3 separate regions of the Mus musculus genome follow, and regions 1 and 3 are each linked to region 2. A link is a contact called in public HiChIP or PLAC-seq and promoter capture Hi-C data. All regions are on one chromosome and are shown on one strand. Each heading gives the region's core, a stretch centred on a gene start, on an enhancer-like site or on the middle of the called end of the contact. The rest is flanking DNA. Distances are from core to core; before and after follow the strand shown.

Evidence for each region. Promoter capture Hi-C pulls out the DNA fragments that hold promoters and counts their contacts. HiChIP or PLAC-seq counts read pairs in DNA pulled down with a chosen protein or histone mark.
Region 1: a contact with region 2 is called in a promoter capture Hi-C map of embryonic stem cells, with 2.1 times the contacts expected there. The contact joins the enhancer-like site here to the promoter of Cyp7b1 in region 2. A contact is called at or near these places in 5 of 39 promoter capture datasets (embryonic stem cells, hippocampal neurons, liver and 1 more), 6 of 115 datasets of contacts at active chromatin or transcription factors (all in embryonic stem cells) and 2 of 9 other capture datasets (adipose tissue and liver).
Region 3: an H3K27ac HiChIP or PLAC-seq map of embryonic stem cells shows a contact between it and region 2, with 4 times the contacts expected there. The contact joins the enhancer-like site here to the promoter of Cyp7b1 in region 2. A contact is called at or near these places in 4 of 39 promoter capture datasets (the 3T3-L1 cell line, embryonic stem cells, hippocampal neurons and 1 more), 6 of 484 Hi-C or Micro-C datasets (cerebellar granule neurons, cerebellum and embryonic stem cells), 9 of 115 datasets of contacts at active chromatin or transcription factors (all in embryonic stem cells) and 2 of 9 other capture datasets (embryonic stem cells and liver).

What each region holds. Positions count from the first base shown.
Region 1 is chr3:18,520,943-18,524,361 of GRCm38.p6, forward strand. It overlaps the pseudogene Gm6369. Among named protein-coding and RNA genes, the nearest start is that of 4930433B08Rik, 42 kb to the left of the region's middle. Within about 2 kb of position 1,894, at least 6 of the 459 cell types and tissues checked have an H3K27ac peak or open chromatin away from gene starts, as enhancers often do. A contact at or near this core is called in embryonic stem cells, where this site is marked.
Region 2 is chr3:18,241,514-18,244,744 of GRCm38.p6, forward strand. It overlaps Cyp7b1 (cytochrome P450, family 7, subfamily b, polypeptide 1), which reads right to left and starts at 1,825. Exons shown (of 6, transcript NM_007825.4): 1 at 1,575-1,825. The coding sequence starts at 1,690.
Region 3 is chr3:18,693,733-18,697,282 of GRCm38.p6, forward strand. No RefSeq gene overlaps it. Among named protein-coding and RNA genes, the nearest start is that of Gm30789, 52 kb to the left of the region's middle. Within about 2 kb of position 1,894, at least 62 of the 459 cell types and tissues checked have an H3K27ac peak or open chromatin away from gene starts, as enhancers often do. A contact at or near this core is called in embryonic stem cells, where this site is marked.

The DNA of each region.
Region 1 (3,419 bases), core at 644-3,143, 280 kb after region 2:
AGTCTATGCACAAATGGCAGACTAAGAAATACATCAAGAAAACAGCATAATTTATAGTAACTTTAATATAATTATAATACCTTGGAATAACTCTAAACAAGGAAGCAAGAGACTTGTATATATATAAAAATTAAAAATTGAAGATGATGCCAGAAGACTGAGAAATCTCTCATGCTTATCCACCAGTAAGACTAATATTGTGAAAATTGCCATCCTACCAAAAGCAATCTACTTTCTTCCTACTGACTAGTATTCATGGTAATAGAAAGTACATGTGACTAGAGGAGAAAGATGATCATTAGTATTTCCCAGCTACAAGCCACGTGGTCTATAAAAATGGCCTGCCAGTAAGATATAATTGTGCAATAGTGGCTTAAATGTATGTGAGTAACCAACCACTTATTACTGGAATTATAGTATGCTTCATGAGATAGAACCTATCTCTGGCACTGATAAAGTAGCCAAGAACCTGAGACTAGAAAGGTTATGGTATAGGGGAGGCAGGGATGGGAAACAAACCTAATACTATTGTTTTAAAGAACTGAGAGAACATAGCAATAAAATTACTACTCATAGCCAGGCGTGGTGGCGCATGCCTTTAATCCCAGCACTTGGAAGGCAGAGGCAGGTGGATTTCTGAGTTCAAGGCCAGCCTGGTCTACAGAGTTCCAGGATAGCCAGTGCTACACAGAGAAACCCTGTCTCGAAAAACCAAAAAAAAAAGAAAAAAATTTACTACCCTTTTACATGTGTAGCCATAGATCAATGCCTTGTTCAGCCCTCAACAAAGAACCTTCTTGTAGTAATTGGGAACTATTTTGTCAAACCCTTCCCCTCATACATCAGGGAACTTATGCAGAGCAAGCAGAAAGATGGTAAGACCCAGAGGTGATGATTGACTCTAAGGAAAGTGTATCTTCCAAATACTGTAGGACTGATGCACATAAAAGTCACAGAGTCAGTGGCAGAATACACCAGACCTGGATAAGTCAAGCCAGATCAGCTCCCAGTGTGGAGACGGGGAAGGGAACAAATGTTTAAGACATAGTATGAAAAGTGTGGAGACGGGGAAGGGAACAAATGTTTAAGACATAGTATGAAAAGTGATCCCCAGGTAGAGCAGTCTCTGGATGGTCATTCCTTCAGTCTCTGCTCTATTTAACTCCTTCCATGTTACAGGAAATTTTCATAAGTGGCACACAAGTATCCTTTACTGTAAAAGAATAAAATTGACTTTTAAAATCTTTTATGTGAATTTGTGCACACATCCATCTATTCAAGTTTTAATTTTAATATATACTTAGGTTTCAAATAACAATGATAATACTAAACATTCTGAGGCCCTAAAGCATTAAACTATGTAAACAGAATTATTTAATCCTGTTTTTACCTAAACCTACTACAGTTGAGCCCATTATGTGCCCTGTGATGCCATTCACAAGACTTTTCTTGATGAACTACTTCATAGGGAGATGTATGTATATATGTATGTATGTATGTATGTATGTATGTATGTACTTACTTATTTAGGTCTATTCTACCAAACATCTGTTACAGAAAATATCTTTCTGAAGGCTGATCTTAGTGGGAAAAGGAAGAGTCACAGATGTCTCAATTATATTTATACTCTTTACTTCCAAACAACCACGGCATAAAGCTAGATTTGTTATCCATTCTCCATTCAACCCTTTAGGGGTTGAAGATTTACATTAGCCATTTCACCTCTGAGTCACCTTCCCCCTCTTTGATGTAATGCAACAGAATGAGGGCTCGCATTTAATTAAACAGGAATCTGGATCCAGCTGTGGGCCATGCAATCAGTCTTTGTGTGAGCAAAGGGGGTGGAATGCCTGGCCCATAGATCATTCTTGCATGGAAATCTGCTTTGACTACAAGCCATCCACAGGCCACTGAAAATGAATTCCCCTATATGAATGACTCCGGGTCTGCAGCTGCACCCCTGTCCCCAACTCACCTCAGGGAAAGAACCAAGATGGCTGAAAGGGCTTGATTTGTTATCTTCCTGTAAGTGTCTTTTAATCAAAGGACGTCTGCCCTGCCTGTTGATACACCAACGTTTCCTTGTTGGTTACTCGCAGCTCCATAGACGAGGCTTGCTGTTAGTGCTCTTTTTGCACATGCATCTTTCCAGATGGCATCATTCAGCTATTTGATACATTCCGCTCAGATTCTATAAAGACAGCTTTTTCAAATGCAGATTCTTCCTGCAATATGATGGTCTTTCAAAAGATATCTTTCTGGTCTTTCTGATTTGTAGGTGGGTTCACTCACAAAACTCATCTTCTTGAAGGGAAGGCTATGAAAGCCATTTGTTAGAGAGACAGGCCAGCTATAGTCAGTGAAGAGTCAAGATGTGTGTGTTTTGCTTAGACTGAGGAAAGTGGGAAGAGATTCATTAATTGGGGGCCATTTGCTAACAAGAAAGAGTAAATAAAGCCCTTGGGGCCTACCCAGAAAAAGGTGCTCAGGTTTGAGTCTAAAATGACTCCCAACTCTCCTGATTTGAATGCTTATTTCTCAGCTGGTGGTGTGCTTGGAAACTTTTAAGAGATCAGGCCTTGCTGGTATAAAGAAGGTTACAGAAGTAAACTTGTCAAGACGATATTCACCCCTTGTTCAGTCTAACGCTCCTTGTTCACTGATCTGTGGTAATACGATTCACCTCATTCATAGGCTGCTGTTACCAAAAGCTCCACAGGCCATTCCAGACTCTCTGGGCTAAGACCCCCTGAAACAATGAGCCAAAGTAAGGTTTCCACAAGTTCTTTCTGTCACATGACAGAAAGCTGACAAAACAAAGCTACATAGCTCACTTATTATATACAGCTAAGAAGAAGATGGAATGAATCTATAAATGTCCTGAATGGCAGAAACAGAGCGTTGTCTTGCCAGAAAGGATTGGGGCAGATAGGGATGCCATCTAAAGTAAGAACAAAGTTTCAAAATTTCTCTGCCATATTTCTCTATATAATTCAGCAAGCCAAGTAACAAATTCCTGTTAACATGGAATTTTTGCAACTTGAAGCACTGTAACTACAGATAAGCATACTCTCTACAATAATAAATAACTTGATTAAATGTCGATTTGCCTCAAATTCTTCTGATTGCTGAAACTCACCTGTAGAAGCTAATGGAAACCTCAAAGCTTGTGCTGCTATACCTGAGACTAGTGGGAAAAAGATCAGTTCCACAATTATCCTATTAAAGCAAGCTTTATTTAATACTGGCCAGGAAGTTGGACACTGGCCAGGTCCATGCCTAGGAATGCCAGAGAATGGCTTTGAGCTTTATAGGCACGTGCCTATAAAGGCAACATCTCACATTTAAATATTTTCTACCTTTATTCAGTGGGGAAAGAGGGACAAGCATCCATCCTGACATACTTCCTGCCTACACAT
Region 2 (3,231 bases), core at 575-3,074:
AGTAAGTTGTAGTAGAGTGTGTTTTCCTGTGATTTATATCTGTGTATTACCAGTCATTCAGGCATATAACATACATAAGGCATTGAGAATATTTTGTTCTAGTCATATTTTCCCATTTACATGTCACATCAGACAGGACTTTCCTACAGTGATAAATTGTCCAGGTACAGAAAACAGAAGCCATTAGTCACATGGGCCTCTCTCATTAGTCACATAGGCCTCTCTGAGCTAGAACATCCTCTTATCTTTCCATAGTGCATGACAGTGTATATCAGCTGCTATGGGATGCAGTTCCCTATAGACCTGTATTGGAGTCTTTCTGGTATGAAGGAATTGACAACTGATGGCATGAACATTTCAGCAAATACTATTTAGTGAACAGAAAAAAACTGGCTTATTCAAAGAGCTTCTTGTGGAAAGCCTACCTTGCCTTTCTACCTCCCCGAGACATTATCCTGAGTTTCACAATCTGACTTGATTACCCTCAATGGTCTAGAATGAACTAGTTAGGTCCATCGATTCCTGCCCTGCATGTAAATGGAGACTGAAACAAATCACCTTCCTGTCTGCAAATCTGGAAGTGCAACTTAACTGGCATGGGGAGAAGCTGGAGCCTGTGTAGAATCACATGAGCTGAAGTTAAAGATCCAATCCCCTCCTGTGCTGAAGACTGCAGAAGAGGGACAGGAAAGCTCTGGAAAGTTCTCTCAAAGCTCAATGTGAGAAAGTGGAAATGCTATTATCTTGAGTATTTTTCAGTTGACATTTCAGAAGTGTGCAGATATGTGTGTGCAGTACAATTGTGTCATTGTCCCTAAAACCAGAGAAGTTATGACGCTCACTGATCCAAGTAAATACTGACAGATATTTAAATTGTAATTACTATTTTCCGCAAATCAATCTGCTTGGTTTACAAAAAACATGAAAACAGTGTAGGAAAAAAATAAGACACTGGTGGGAAAAGAAAATAAATTTGAAGTGAACAATTTTAGTTGTATTTCTCTACATCCATATTTCAAGCAGGATACTTAAGCCCTTCTGAGTTTTGCTGTTGTTACTGTTGTCCTGAGAAAAATAACAGGGCGAAGACATAACTATTATCACCTTTGCTCCTCACGAAAACTTGTGATAGCAAATACTGTTGTTTCTATTTTTTCCTAGTAAGGAAAATCAGGTAAACTGAGGCACAGAGCAGCACCTATATCCTGCACCTGCATTTTCTTAAAACATTTCTCTTTGAGCTAAATGAAATTCAAGAAAATTTTCTTCCTGAAATAGAGGGAACTCTGAGCTGCAACATATCCATGGGCCCACGAAAAGGCCATACTTGATGCTTAATGCAAACCTGAATAGCTACAGCCTGCGTGGTGCAACTCCATTCGGGCCTCTCAACTGTAGCCCGTGTGTGAGTGTGTGGAGGGTGAAAGAAGTCTTTATTAGGACATCCACTGGCTGCAGCAGATGCCAGTGTCCTGCAGCAAGGTTTTCCTGCACCCGCCATCCCTGCCGGACTCGGGTGTCCACGAGGTCGCGTGGCCGCGATCCCACGCATGCGTGGCCAGCCAGGCGCTTACCTGGTGCGCCGGGTAAGGAGGAACAGGGCCGAGAGCAGTAAGGTGGCGGCAAAGAGAAGGCCTAGGAGGGCGAGAGGCCCTGGCGAGGCGGCATCTAGGGTCGTGGCTCCCTGCATCCCGACGAGCTGGCGGCTCTGTAGGGAGCGATGGCTTCTGCACAGTGCCCTCTCTTCTAGACCAGAGGCTGTGGCCTGCCCGCTGCACAGAGCAGAATGTCACAGCGGCCCCCAAAGCTGAACTACAAAGTTAGTGGAGTCCCCTCCCCCCCGCCTCCCCCTGACCCAAGCGTTCCGCCTCGCACCGCCTCCCGCTCCGCTCCGCTCCGGTGACAGGAACCCTGCCAAGGAAGAGGGAAAGGATTAGGATTTCCCCAGATGGAGCCACAGAAGCCTGGGGGTTGGGGGGCGGGGGGGTGTTTTTGAGTCAGTCAGCAGTGAGCTCGCAGAAGAGACCCTGCCTGACTCCCTGCTCTCCCCACCCACTAGCCTTAGAAAGTGGCCCTGTGGCACAGGTCATCCTAAACAGCTGGCAGATACTGCAGTTTGTGCTCCCCATCACCTTCACCACCAGTGTCCACTGTGCTTAGATTGAGGTTGAGGGCATAATATATGCAAAGGTTCACACCAGAGGCAGAAGGCAGGGTCTTAACTGCCGACGCACAGCACAGAAAGAAGCCACAGGTAACACCAAGCTATGACACCAAGTCCACGTCCGTAGTGTACAGCACACTGTACAGGCAGAGAAGGAAGACATTCGAAAAGTATCTTCTCATGGGAGCTGCGGTAATGACTCAGCAGATACACCTGAAACATGAGGACAGGCGCCCTGCCTTAATAGAGAAAGTGAAAGTGGCTGAGGAAGAGAGAGACCTGATGCTAACTTCACAGGAGAGCCCCCATCCTACACACACCTTTTTTCCTGATTACCCATATTCAAGTTGTCTTGTAGACTTAGTTGATAAATATTTACGCATCTAATTAAATCCTACTCCAAAACCTCTATCTTATGCACTGGACAGGATACAGTTCCCACCCTCACCTATCCCCGAACAGTTACTGCTAACAACTTCAAATCTGGTCTCTGTGCCACTTACCATTTCACACAGATCTGTTTTTACCCTGTCTCAGTCTCAGAAAGAAAGTGATGAATACTCCATGTGCAATGAGAAGTGTTAACACCAAAGGCTTGCGGAAGAGACCACTGACCTGCATAAAATAAAGCAAGCTGTTTTTATTTGTTTTCATGGGCTCCTTCCTCCTAAGGTTGGGATCCAAGAGGTCAGCATTGGACATATGGAAGACAAGGTTTTTATACCCAGTGGTAGGGGGTTTCTGAATGGGAGTTACTGAGCAGAATATAACAAGATGGTCATAGCAAGATAGCTTTTGAAAGAAAGGCATGACTGCCATTTTCTGGAAGAAGCAGTGCAGAGCCATTTGTAGTTAAGGTTGCAGGTTACACATAGCCCAATTCTTAGGAAATAGACATTGAATCATAAAGAAATAAACTCAGCTGGTCTTTACTATAAGATGGCATTCTTAAGTGTAAGCCATGGATGATATGTGGTTTGTTGGATCTGTAAAAAAACAAAAAAACAAAAAAAAAAAAAATAAGGGCTGGTGAGATGGCTCAGTGGGTAAGAGCACCCGACTGCTCT
Region 3 (3,550 bases), core at 644-3,143, 450 kb after region 2:
TTCCAGTGTAGCACTGAGGCCTTTTCAGGGTAATCTTTTAGTCAGGAGCAGAAGGAGAGAATGCAAATGTAAGATCAGTATATTTAGAAGCTTTCCCAGAGCTGTGAACTTTGATGAATCAGGTCTTTGTCTTCATTTTGGTAGGTAGTACTGCTGAGATTTATGACCTGAGTGGTACTTCCACTATGGAGTAGTATGTGCTAAGAGCCTGTTACTATGCAACAAGACTTGCTTGTCTATCTCTTTCAATCAGGATAAAAAGATTAGATGGATAGACAGACAGACAGTTGAGCCCCTCACCCTGGAATCTAGTTGAAGTTGCTTACCAGCTTAGCCAACACTTTCAGCATAATTGATAACATTTGGTATGAGGGTTAAGTACACCGAGAAAATTTGCCTTTTATATAAAGATATCTCAAATGAGTTGTGCTTAAGGCTTAAGTGTATATGTCCTTTCTTCTTTACCAGATGTAAAAATCTATGATATCACAAATAAGATGATATACTTTTACTTACAGAAAAAAAATCTTAATTTCCCATGTAATCACTGTGATTTAGCGTTTTATCTCATCATCTATAATTCCATCTGAAAGAACCCCGTATCGGGGAGACCCTCGCTCAAGTCCCAGAATGAGCCGATGCCCCAATAACTCGAGAGAAACCATTCTTGATGCAATATTGCATGAGGTTTATTCGGGAGTAGTCAGCATGCTGAGTTCAAGCTCATAACCCTCACAGGGATAGAGGAGATCGACCCCTAGCAGTCGCCGTTGGGAGTTTTTGAAGGAAAAGACCACAAAGAAAGGGGAGGATAAGACCACAAAGAATGGGGAAGCTGAGTAAATACCATAATTTGAGTTTCAGCTCATCTCTGGTGGAGGGGTTACAGGCTATCTTTGGCAAACATTCCTGGTCCCTTACCTGGTCCCTGGTGCCTGGGTGGGTCACCCAGTGGTTATCTGCTTCTCAGGCTGCCAGGTAAAAGAACAAAGAGCTTCATGCTGGCTTTGTTTCTGGGGGTCTGGGAGACATATTGAGTTGGGGTCTTACACATCCAACTCACCTCCAGAACTACTCCATTTAAGTTCCTTAAAATTTTAAGTTCCTTAAAATCCTTTGATATATAACCTCAAAAAGCAACTAAAACCATATGTATATGTGTACGTGTGTGTGTGTGTGTGTGTGTGTGTGTGTGTGTGTGTGTGTATGTGTATGTGTATGTGTCTATGTATATGTAAAACTGTATGTATATGTAACTATTCCAAACATATTAAAAGCCAGATTCTTTTGAGAAACCTATACCCTGGGAGTAGATGCCTGGATATATCTTACCTCATCCTCACCACCAGTGCCTCTTTATCTTTCTATTAAGCCCTGCGCCTAAATCTATAGTAAGCTTTCTTTGTAATAAATTCCAACTCTGCTTCATACTGGCTTGTGTTGAAATTCTTTTTCTGGAAAAATCTTTTCAGGCTATGCAGGCAACATCATAACACTCTTTCCAGCCCGCGTTGCGTGGCCACTAGCACTCTCACCCTGATTTCTAACATTTTGACTTGTGCTAGAAGAGAACAGATGTGTATAGCACATCTGGATTTCATAAGTGTTCCCCAGTACACTTGGCCCCCAGAAGTATTCTGAAGCTCTATTTGCTATGTCTGTGACCTTCAGCAAATCACTTGACATTTTTGTAGAAGAGTAAATTGGACCAGGTAACAGTGTTTGGATTGTAAAACACCTTGTCCATTTCTAGCTGCTACTGATTTCTTGAGTGAGCCTGAAAACACCAGGAGCCTGACTCTGAGGCCCCTTTTTTTCAGTGTTTGCAGGCTCTCTCATGAGCCTTCCATTAGCTCATTCTCCAACCCCTCCCAACTCCATAAATCTGCATACGAAAGGACCAGACAGCTGCAGCTCTCAACAGCTTTGGTTTTCATCACTGCCTCTGTCATCCTGCCTGCTGAAGCTGCTTTTTAAAGGGGCCAAGCCTCTTTTAAACAATTCCAAATATTTTTGAAGATACAAACCAGAATATAACAAGAGTACAAATAGATAAACTGAGCAGCTTTTCCACAGGTGGGTAAAGTAATGAGAGGACATCTCTGTGGGAGAAACTCTGTGATGTTGGCTGATTGTAGAAAGGGCTCAAAACAGCATGGAGGAGATTAGGAAGCTGAAAGTAGAACACTAGAAATTAGTGACATCATGAAAAGGTGCTGGATAAGGAAATGCATCACCTTCAGAGGACATCCTTGATGCAACACCCTCTACCAAGATCTATATCACTTCAAAACCCCACCAAGCAAAATCAAATCCCGGATGTTCTAAGGAAAGGCACAGGAACTCCATAAGCACCAATGGAAGAATACCAAGATGACTTCTGATCTTGTTAAACCAGCCAGACAGAGAAAAATATGCAGTCCCACATTCATGTCTCCCCAAACTCTACTACAATTCCAGACATTTTAAAAACAGGTCTAGAGAAAGAATTAGGATGATAGCTCAGTGGAACTGTCTTTGCCTAGCATATACAAGGCTCTGGCTTTAATTTCTAGCAACAGAGAAAGAAAGAAAGAAAGAAAGAAAGAAAGAAAGAAAGAAAGAAAGAAAGAAAGAAAGAAAGAAAGAAAGAAAGAAAGAGAGAAAGAAAGAAAGAAAGAAAGAGAGAGAGAGAGGTAAAGAAAGAATGGAAGGAAGAAAGGGAGGGAGGGAGGGAAGAAGGGAGGGGGGAGCACGGATAATAGAAAAGACAAGAAAATAGAAACAGTATCATATAGCAGTATGGTAATGAAAGACCCACAACGTGAGGACTCCCCCACGTTCTGACTCAGGAGAGGCGACACCCCAAAATCACCAACGAGAAAACGGTCTTGTTGCAAATTGCAAGAGGATTTTTATTCAAGAGCGCTCTCGGGCCCACGGTCATACACCACGCAGGGGTAGAGGACTGTGGCGCGCCGAGTAGCTGGGTAAGGGGGTATTTAAAGGAAGAAACCGAAACTCAAGGAAGTGGGGAGGGCTTTGTTGGAAGATACCAAAGATACCAGTTAAGAGTCACAAGGAAGTGTAAAGTTACAAGAGTCACAAGGAATACCTGGTAATTGTTAACTCTCAAGACAGCTTCTAAGAGCCCCTAACAATAGCACATTTGCATTGCAGGTTCTGGTAATGGCCAGGGTGACTTTCTTTGAATGAGCACTCTTTGAACCCAGGAAGCGGGTGGGTAGAGGAATGTCGCTATCTCTTTTATGATTAGCATACCTTTACAAAGGCCACATTCCCAAGCCTGGGCCTAAAGGCCTAGAATTCTGTTTTTACATTGTTATACTTTCAGTAACTTAACATGTCTTTATAATTCAAAATGTAAAACTCTCAAAGCAAACAAAAGTATTGTCTAGGACAGAACTTTAAATACCCTTCCATTCAATGTTTGTAACTTTACTTGCCCAACGTCTTTGAATATAATGACATTTCTCCTTTTCTATGTAAAATCAATACACCTTTCAATGTTGCACTATAAATTTCTGACCCCAAGATTGTCTGTTCCATT